Linked DNA regions of Sus scrofa: all the other regions are linked to region 1. A link is a contact called in public HiChIP or PLAC-seq data. All regions are on one chromosome and are shown on one strand. Each heading gives the region's core, a stretch centred on a gene start, on an enhancer-like site or on the middle of the called end of the contact. The rest is flanking DNA. Distances are from core to core; before and after follow the strand shown.

Region 1 (2,700 bases), core at 22-2,521:
TAAGGATTGCCTTTCTCCCAACACCTAATCACAGATTATGCACAATACCTCACATCACTCCGAGAAAGAATCTCAATAGCTAGAATCTCAGTGCTGTGTAAACAAAAACGAATAAACCCACTAGAATAGATGTTGAGAGAAGCCCTGAAGGACACTCCCACCATCCTAGACTTCACTGTCCCCAGTCTGGCTCATAGCAATCCAAGAGGATATAGGTAACTGCCAAGGAAATAACCACTAGTTTGATAAATGTAAACAGCACTTAAGAAAAACAAAAAGTACTGAGACTAATGGGATTAAAAATCTTTTGATATATAATCAATTCCTCTTATACAAAGACAAAAGAGGCAGAATGGTAGAGAATTAGGTTAAAAAAGCATATTGTGCAATAGCACAGCCAAGGAGCCAGGACTTTATCCATTACTCTAGGGGCATTCAGGATCGAAAAGACTCTGGATGCAAAAGTATATGTTAAAGTTAAGAGTAGTAAATCAAGAAATGTTATAAGCAACAAAGAAGCAGTGAATACATATTTGGAGCAAGAACCTGTGTAGGATATATGGAAACTCTACCGTATGAACTTGTAACTGAGACATACACATTTCTGTATTTCCATTTCTGCCACTTTCCTAAGGAAGAGAAGCCTAAACTAGGTCTGGCTCCAGCTCTTTCTGCTGCTGCGAATCTAAGCTTGGCCAGGGTTGTCCACCGCTACCAACACCAGCAACAGAGACCTCGCAACTCACTAACGAGGCAGGGCATTGACCTGCCGTGGCCAATATACAGAATGACGCTCAAACGTTTATCTGAGCTCTACTCAATCTCACTTACCCAAGGGGCCTTTCCCCGCGGCCTTCGCTTTTAGCTCCTCGAGTTTCTTTTGCTCCTCCTTTTGTTTCTGCTTGAATGCCTTATCTTCCTAGAGAGAGGAAGAGCGGATTCACTCCAGGCAGATTTCCCAGCCCCTTCGCTCCCGTCCACGCCTCCGCGCCCGCACTCACCTCGTCCATCTCCTTGGCCTGTTTCTTGGGCTGCTTCAGGGGCTTCTTCTTGCCACCTGCGGGCGACACGAGCACGCTCAGCCTGGCCCCCTCCGGGTCCCCTCCCTCTCCGCCACATCACACCGGCCCTGCACACTTACCTTCGCGGCCCGACATGGCGCCTACCGCCCCTTCCCCAGACCCTGCCACCGGATGCGGAGCGCTGCGTCCCACCCCCTGCGTCTATACCTCCATGCAGACCTGCTGATTGGCTCCGAGTCCGGAAGTTGTGTGCCCGCTGCCGGAAGTGGCCCTGCGGGGGCAGGCACTAAAGGGTCAGAGATCAACTGAGCGGCGGGCGTTCGATTGAGGTTGAGGATCCCGCGCCCAGCGCTTCAGGTACGGGGGTGGAGGGCGGAGGGCGGAGGGCGAAGCGCGGGGGTGGGTGGTAGTGTCTTGCTCCGGGAGGGTCCGGAAGCCGCCAGGCATGCTTAACCGCAGACGCTAAGCTTGGGACCCTTCATGAGGGAAGCACTGCAGGTAGACGAAAGGGTTTGTGCAAAGGCCTTGAAGCTAGGACACGTTCCTAGAACCGAGGAAAACACAGCGTGACTGGAGAGAGATGCCAGGGAAGAGGCAGAATTGGGCTGGGGCTAGATCGCCTGGTTCTAGAGCTTTGGAGGCCACTGAAAGGAATTAGGGTTTTGTAATACAGCCCGGGGTGCGACATTTTGCAAACTCTGCTTATTCATCCAATACGTTTTTGTTGAGTGTGACCCATGCAGGTAGTACTTTAGGCACTGAGGGTGCAGCAGGGAACAGGCATTCATCTTGCTCTGGTCAAGCTGACCTTCTGGTGGGTGAGACCGAATATAAGTAGATAAGTGAAATGCGTACCTTGGGTCATGTGATATGCGCCTGGGGGAAAATAAAGCGGAGAAAGTAGGTAAGGTGTCTTGGGGTGGGAGTGGATGGCTTTGACATTTGAGCAAGCAATAGGATAGCGAACAACTGGTGCAATGTGAAGATCCTGGAAGTTGGAATAACCTAGTGTGCAACATCAAGAAGAACCTTGCACGGTAGTAATGTGAGGTGAAGGATATGTTAGCTAATCTTCCTGTGGTAAACATTTAGCAGTATACACATGTATCAACTCATCATATTGTACACTTTTAACTTATACAATGATGTATGTCAGCTTTATCTTGATAAATCGTGGTGGGGGTGGGGGGTGTTCCATGTGACTGGAGCAGAGCAGGAACAGAAGACCAGTGGGAGATGAGGTCAGGAAAGTTGGAGAGCCAAGTGTTGAATGCCCTCTAGGCTATGGACAAGATTTTGGCTTTTACCTTGAGGCAAGTGGAGAACCTTGCAGGGTTTGAGCAGAGAGAAACATGGTCTGACTTGTGTTTTGAAGGGATCACTACTCCGTTGACAGTCGGAGCTAGAGAGTATAAGCAGGGAGACCTTTCAGAGGCTCTTAGTATAATCCTGGCAAAAGATGTTGGTCGCTGGGACTAGGCGATAGCAGTGGCAGGAGCAAAGGGAAGGGTGATTCTGTATTCAGTTTCAGAGGTAGAGATGGCTTTTGCTAATAGATTGAATGTGAGGAGGGAGAGAAAGCAGAGTCAGGGATGATGCGAGAGTTTTGGCCTGATTGGGAATTGGGGTTTCCATCAACCAAGATGGAGAATGTGGGAAAGCCACGTTTGAGAAGGGA
Region 2 (2,700 bases), core at 170-2,669, 180 kb before region 1:
CTGTTGAACAGCAAGCCCAGAAAGCCCCCAGAGTAGGCATCCCTTTACCACTGGGAACAGTGGTGGCGCAGGGTTGTGGAGGGTACATGCAGACCCCTCCCTCCTTCACTCATACTCTTGGGAGGCAGTCTCCAAGGAGATTAAAAGTTCTGCTTTACTGACTGGTGCCAAATCCCGCCAGCCAGGACTCCAGCTCTCCTTACCCAGAGTGACCTCAGCCCATGAAGGGTTGAGGAGCCTGCTGTGGGGAGAGTGGATTGTCCTTGCTATGTCCTAGGTTCTATAGAGGCCCCTCTCTGTCTGGGGGTCCCCCCTCCAGCCCAGTGGCTCCTTTTCCTGTCTGTGTAAATTGTTCCGTGAAGCCGCGCTCTGTTTTGGGAATAAACTTCTATAGAAAATGGTTATTGCCTCTTTCTGTTTGGGGGTGGGGTGGGTAGCAGGATGACTATGATTCAGACCAGGCTGACCTTTGGGAGAAATCTGAGCACTGCCCCCCCCCCCACTTCCCCAAGGCTATTTGGCTATTTTTAGCTCATTTCATCTGAAGATTTGGACCAGATTCCTAACGCTTTCATCCCATATTCTATCTGGTCGCCTTGAGGTTGGGCCTGAAGTTTGAGTGCGGGTGCTGAGAATAAGGCCTTCTCAAGGCAGCAACTTGACGGCTTCCTAAGTCTGCAGGGCCTGCAGCCCTGATCTGGCATTTGCCCTAGCCCTCAAAAGAACCCTAGGAACTGCCCTCAGTCCATTGACAGTATTGACTCCTGTCACCCTTCAGACTTGAAGCTGCCAGGACATCGCGTTCCTCCAGAAATCAAGCAGAAGCCTTCAGGCCTGATTCCCGGTCTGAGCTTTGTGCCGGGGAGGGGAACCTCGCAGCCTTTCAGGTCCGCGTGTCCAGAGTTAAAGGGAGGCCTTTTGAGCCCCTTCCGTGTCAGAGACATGCCATGCCCCGTGGACCTGAATAACTCAAGGAGAACTAAGGCTCCTAGACGTCCCAGCCGCGCCCCTAGACGTCCTGCGAGGACACTGGGCAAGAAGCCAGGACCTGGTATTAGTCCCGTCCCACTCTGGGACCTAGGGCCGCAGGTACCGGGCCAGCTCGGATCCTTAGTCCCTGTCCTTTAGTTAACTACAGCTCAGGGAGACAAGCTAGGCGAGCCACGAGGGGGAGCGCAAACCAAGGCGCTCGGGAAGGAAGGGGTTAAATCTCCCTCCTTCTGCTTCTCAGCGCCGCGACCTTGTCCCTTAGGCCCCGCCCCGGCACGCTGACTGGCCCAAGCCTTCCCCGTCCCGCCTGAGGATTGGCTGCTGGGAGCGCGCCCCAGGCCTTGCCTCCGTCCCGGCCCCGCCTTTTGGGCCGTAGCGGCCTCTTGCCGGAGACCTAGGAGCTGCTGCATCTCCGCCGCCCACCCGCAATGGGGCTGTCAGAAGCGCCTGGGTGAGTGAGTACAGGGCACGGCCCCTGTTCCCGGTGTCCGAGTCCGCGAGGTGTCCGGTGTCCGAGGCGCGGACCACCCCTAGGCCCCCGAGCAGGCGCCCCGCTTGGGTTAGCTCTGAAGGGATCGCCGAGTCCCTAGCAGGCACTTCCCGCCTGACGCGCCTCGGTTTACTGTTTTGGCGATTTTCTGCAGACACCTGCCCAACCATAGCGAGGGATGGGGTGGGAACCGGTGCGGCCCCAACCCCTACGGGCAGTGCGGAAAGCCCCTCTAGCGTTGTCCAGGGGCTAGCTGGCTGCCACCAGGAGGCAGCTGCGTGTGGAGGAGTACCGGCCTAGGAGGTGCTCCGGGGCGGCACGTTGGGCCCGGGACGTGGCTACAAGAATGCCCATAGCGGGGACCTGAGTCCAGTGATGCAACTGGTCGGGGAATGAGCACTCTGGCCCTTCTGGTTGCAGGGCCCTCCCAGAGGGAGGGGCCAAGTATCTAGGCCCGGTCCTCCAAGCACCGGTGCGGGGGGGGGGGGGCAAGGGGGCTGGTGGTGGCGGGGGCAGGAGCCCTTTAAGACCTCGAGTGACTCACGGAGGAGGGGCGAGGGGGCTCAAAGATCTCTGTGAGACGGGCGCGACTCGCCAAGAGTCTGAGGATCGTGCTCTCACCCACTCCACCACTCCTTCCTCTAGCCGGGACATCAGGTTAGAGTTCTTTCCCGGTGAGTTTCTGCCCCTCGGGTGGGAAGCTCACCCTAGGTAAGAGCTTCTCTCAGATCAGAACTTTCCTCAGGGGTGAAGGCTTTCCCAGTAGGGCAGAGCCTCCCTCTGGGTAAGATTCTTCCCGCCCCCGGAGATCCCTTCCCAGGTGAGAGCTTTCTCCCATTATGTGTAGGAGCTTCCTCAAGATCAGATCTTCCCTTAGGTGAGAATACCTTCCAGATTAGAACTTTTTTGGCAGGTGAGAACTTTCCCCCAGGTAAGCGCTCCCCCTCTAAGAGCTCTTATTGCCAGACCACAACTATTTCTGGGACAGCTTCCTCCCAGGTGAGAACTCCCTCCCCCCAAATCTCCTATTCCCCAGTGAGATCCTTCCCCTTATTCAGGTGGTTGCCACTGGGCAGATCAGAGGTTCTGCCCAGTACAAAACTTACCTAGGCTGGTGAAAAATTTTCCTCTTAGATGAAAGTTTCCCTTAGGTGAGACTGTCCCCCCTTCTGATGGGAGCTTCCCTTTCCAGGTGGGAACATGTCCCTCCAGGTGAGAGG
Region 3 (2,700 bases), core at 88-2,587, 220 kb before region 1:
CGTTTCAGGCAGTGTGGTCTTTTTGGCCATACTACCTTTTAGCACTCCTACTCAGTCCTGGACCCCACTATAGCTATGCTAGTCTCATCCTTTACATAGCTCTAGCCAGGGCAGTTCCTAAGAGACCTACGTCTGTGCTAGGAAGATTTTAGGGAAGAAGTGTGGTAGTTCTTGAACTGCAGAACTAGATATTGGGAAGAAGGACACGATACCAATGCCAGGAAGGTAGGATCAGGATGTCCAGTTCTAGCAGACATATCCTTTGCCTGAACTTCCCATCACCTCTCCAAGGCCACCTATGCATATGTCCACTGTGTCCAAAAGCAGGCCGACTGCATACACTGGCCTGGTTGTGCCTATAGTCCCTGTTCCCTGGGCCCAGACTTCCAAAGGGAATGTGTCTGGAGTAGCCCCTGGGCAGGAATAGGAGGTCCCCAGGACTCTGAGCCTGAGGGTTTCCCCTCACAGCCCTTATCCTCCCAAGGCTGACTTGAAGGTGAACCAATCAAACAAGCTCTTAAGGCCACATACTCCGCACCCTCCACTAGCCCTTCTGTCTGCTCTTAGAGAAGCATCAGAAACAAGATAACCTGGAGTTGTAAGTCGCCAGAGACAACAGAAAGAGCAACGTGACAGCAATTTATAGGGGTTCGAGCACCCAGCAACGTTATGCTTGAGGGAGGGAAGTGTCCCAGGCAGAGGAAACTAGGCAAAGACCCACATTAGAGAAGGAGAGGGATGCTAGTGGTGGGAGAGAGGCAGTAGGCTGGGAAGGGAGGATGGGAGGACTTTGGACAGAGAAATGGCCCCACGCTGTGGTTTTTTTGTTTTGTTTTTAAAGCCCCCTCCTTGCACCCCAGTGCCTACCACTGGTGCGGTAAGCGGGATCCGAAGGCCTAGAGATACCGTGGAGACCCAGCCCCTACTGACGCCTTTAAGTATCAAGATGCAACAACAGGACTACCTTCACGGGGACCTTTATATTAGTAGGTCAGGACCCACTCCTTCGGGGTGGCCAGGACTCACGGGACTATCTGCGAAGGACACTGGCTCTGCCTTTGGGCTGCAGGCAGAACGCTACTTTGGGAAAGTAGCACAGCCGGCAGCACTTGGGCTTGAGTGGATAAAGGGAGTGGAGGGCTAGGCGAGAGAAGCTAAGGCTGGGGTTCTAGGGAGGGTGCGGAGGTCGGGAGGCATGAGCTTGCAGGGTTGCAGAAGCCCACGGAACTGGCAGAAAGGGCGATGGACTCGCCAGTGCTTTAGGCCACCAGGGGGCTCCGCGCTTCTGCTCGGAGACCGACACACTCCCGGGGCGGGGCTGCGGCGGGCGCGCGCGCGCACGCGCCGTATGTCACGGGGCAAGGCGAGCGCGGCGAGGCGCTCCTGGCCTGGCGTCCTGAATCCACAGACCTCGCCATCTCTCTTGCCCCGGCCCGCCCCGGCCCAGCCTGGCCCGTCCCCATGTACCGCGCGCTGTACGCGTTCCGCTCGGCGGAGCCCAACGCGCTGGCGTTCGCCGCGGGCGAGACCTTCCTGGTGCTGGAGCGCAGCAGCGCGCACTGGTGGCTGGCGGCGCGGGCGCGCAGTGGCGAGACGGGCTACGTGCCGCCCGCCTACCTGCGCCGCCTGCAGGTGAGTGTGCCCCTCCCTGGCCCGACCTCTGCAGCCCCTAGGTCAGCTCCAGAACAGCCTCACAAGGCTGACCCGACACCCCAGGTCCGTTGGGACCTCCAACAGATAATGGAGTTTGAGAAACTGACCCTGAGACCACCCCCGCCACAAGGACTGGGGCTCTAAGAACCCGCACCCCCACAGAAGACCATGCCCTTGACAGCCAACTCTGAGGAGTCCAGACCCACCAAAGCCTAAATCTAGTACTAAGACTCCTTGGGATCGCGGACCCATCGGGACCCAACATCTGAACCCCCATCCAAATAGAATTCAAGAGTCAGTCCTGAGATTCCAGCAACACCAAATTCTGACCGGTTCCACACATCACTGAGACCCCAGACCTAATCAGCCCCTTCCTGGGATCCTCAGGATCCCACAGGCTTGCTTCTCATCCCTCAGCTTCCACCACGGAGACCTGGGAAACCCTGGACACTTCCTGTTTCCAGCCATCTCCATACCCTCACCCCACCCCAACTTGGACCCAGAAGCCTCATCCCCTAAATAACCCCCAAGCCCCTAGACCTCATGTCTTTGACTACCCTGTACTCTCTCATTTCCTAAACCCTTCCTAAGACACATTTGCTAACCCACTTTGAGCCAGAGATCCCAGTCCCTGCTGACACTCCCCGGCACTACTCTCTCTACCTTCTTTCACAAGCCTCAGGCCCTGACTTTTCAGACTTCCTTTCTCAGAAAGTGAGGGGCTCCATCTCTCCTTATCCCCACTCTGGGTGGGGGCTTCTCCCATTGCAAGGAAGTGAGACCTCTCCAGGGCTTCCCTTGGTCTGGCTGTAGCCCCATTTCCTTCCAGTAAAGGCTGCAGTCCCAGTTCCTGTTTCCCCAAGAATAGTCCTGGTGTGGGGGCTGGGGTGCATTGTCTCCAGCTGGTCTATTCTGATCACAGGGGAAGGAGGGCCTGGAGCCTCTAGGCCTGCCCTGTGCCAGACACCTCCGCCCCATCCTAGTCCCTAGTCTTTAGGAGACATCCTATCCCAGCCCAGTTCAGGACAGAAATAACAGGATAAATTT

What was found. HiChIP or PLAC-seq counts read pairs in DNA pulled down with a chosen protein or histone mark.
Region 2: a contact with region 1 is called in an H3K27ac HiChIP or PLAC-seq map of alveolar macrophages. The contact joins the promoter of SLC26A6 here to the promoter of CCDC51 in region 1. A contact is called at or near these places in 1 of 5 promoter capture datasets (fetal liver) and 1 of 2 datasets of contacts at active chromatin or transcription factors (alveolar macrophages).
Region 3: an H3K27ac HiChIP or PLAC-seq map of alveolar macrophages shows a contact between it and region 1. The contact joins the promoter of NCKIPSD here to the promoter of CCDC51 in region 1. A contact is called at or near these places in 1 of 5 promoter capture datasets (fetal liver) and 1 of 2 datasets of contacts at active chromatin or transcription factors (alveolar macrophages).

The regions. Positions count from the first base shown.
Region 1 is chr13:31,152,171-31,154,870 of Sscrofa11.1, reverse strand. CCDC51 (coiled-coil domain-containing protein 51) reads left to right here and starts at 1,271. Exons shown (of 4, transcript XM_003132182.4): 1 at 1,271-1,379. It overlaps LOC100521518 (a long non-coding RNA gene), which reads right to left and starts at 1,257. Exons shown (of 4, transcript XR_306773.3): 1 at 1,142-1,257; 2 at 1,002-1,057; 3 at 832-919.
Region 2 is chr13:31,329,264-31,331,963 of Sscrofa11.1, reverse strand. It overlaps SLC26A6 (solute carrier family 26 member 6), which reads left to right and starts at 1,419. Exons shown (of 21, transcript NM_001012298.2): 1 at 1,419-1,441. The coding sequence starts at 1,419. It overlaps CELSR3 (cadherin EGF LAG seven-pass G-type receptor 3), which reads left to right. Exons shown (of 36, transcript XM_021070639.1): 36 at 1-401.
Region 3 is chr13:31,376,321-31,379,020 of Sscrofa11.1, reverse strand. It overlaps NCKIPSD (NCK-interacting protein with SH3 domain), which reads left to right and starts at 1,337. Exons shown (of 13, transcript XM_021070642.1): 1 at 1,337-1,632. The coding sequence starts at 1,462.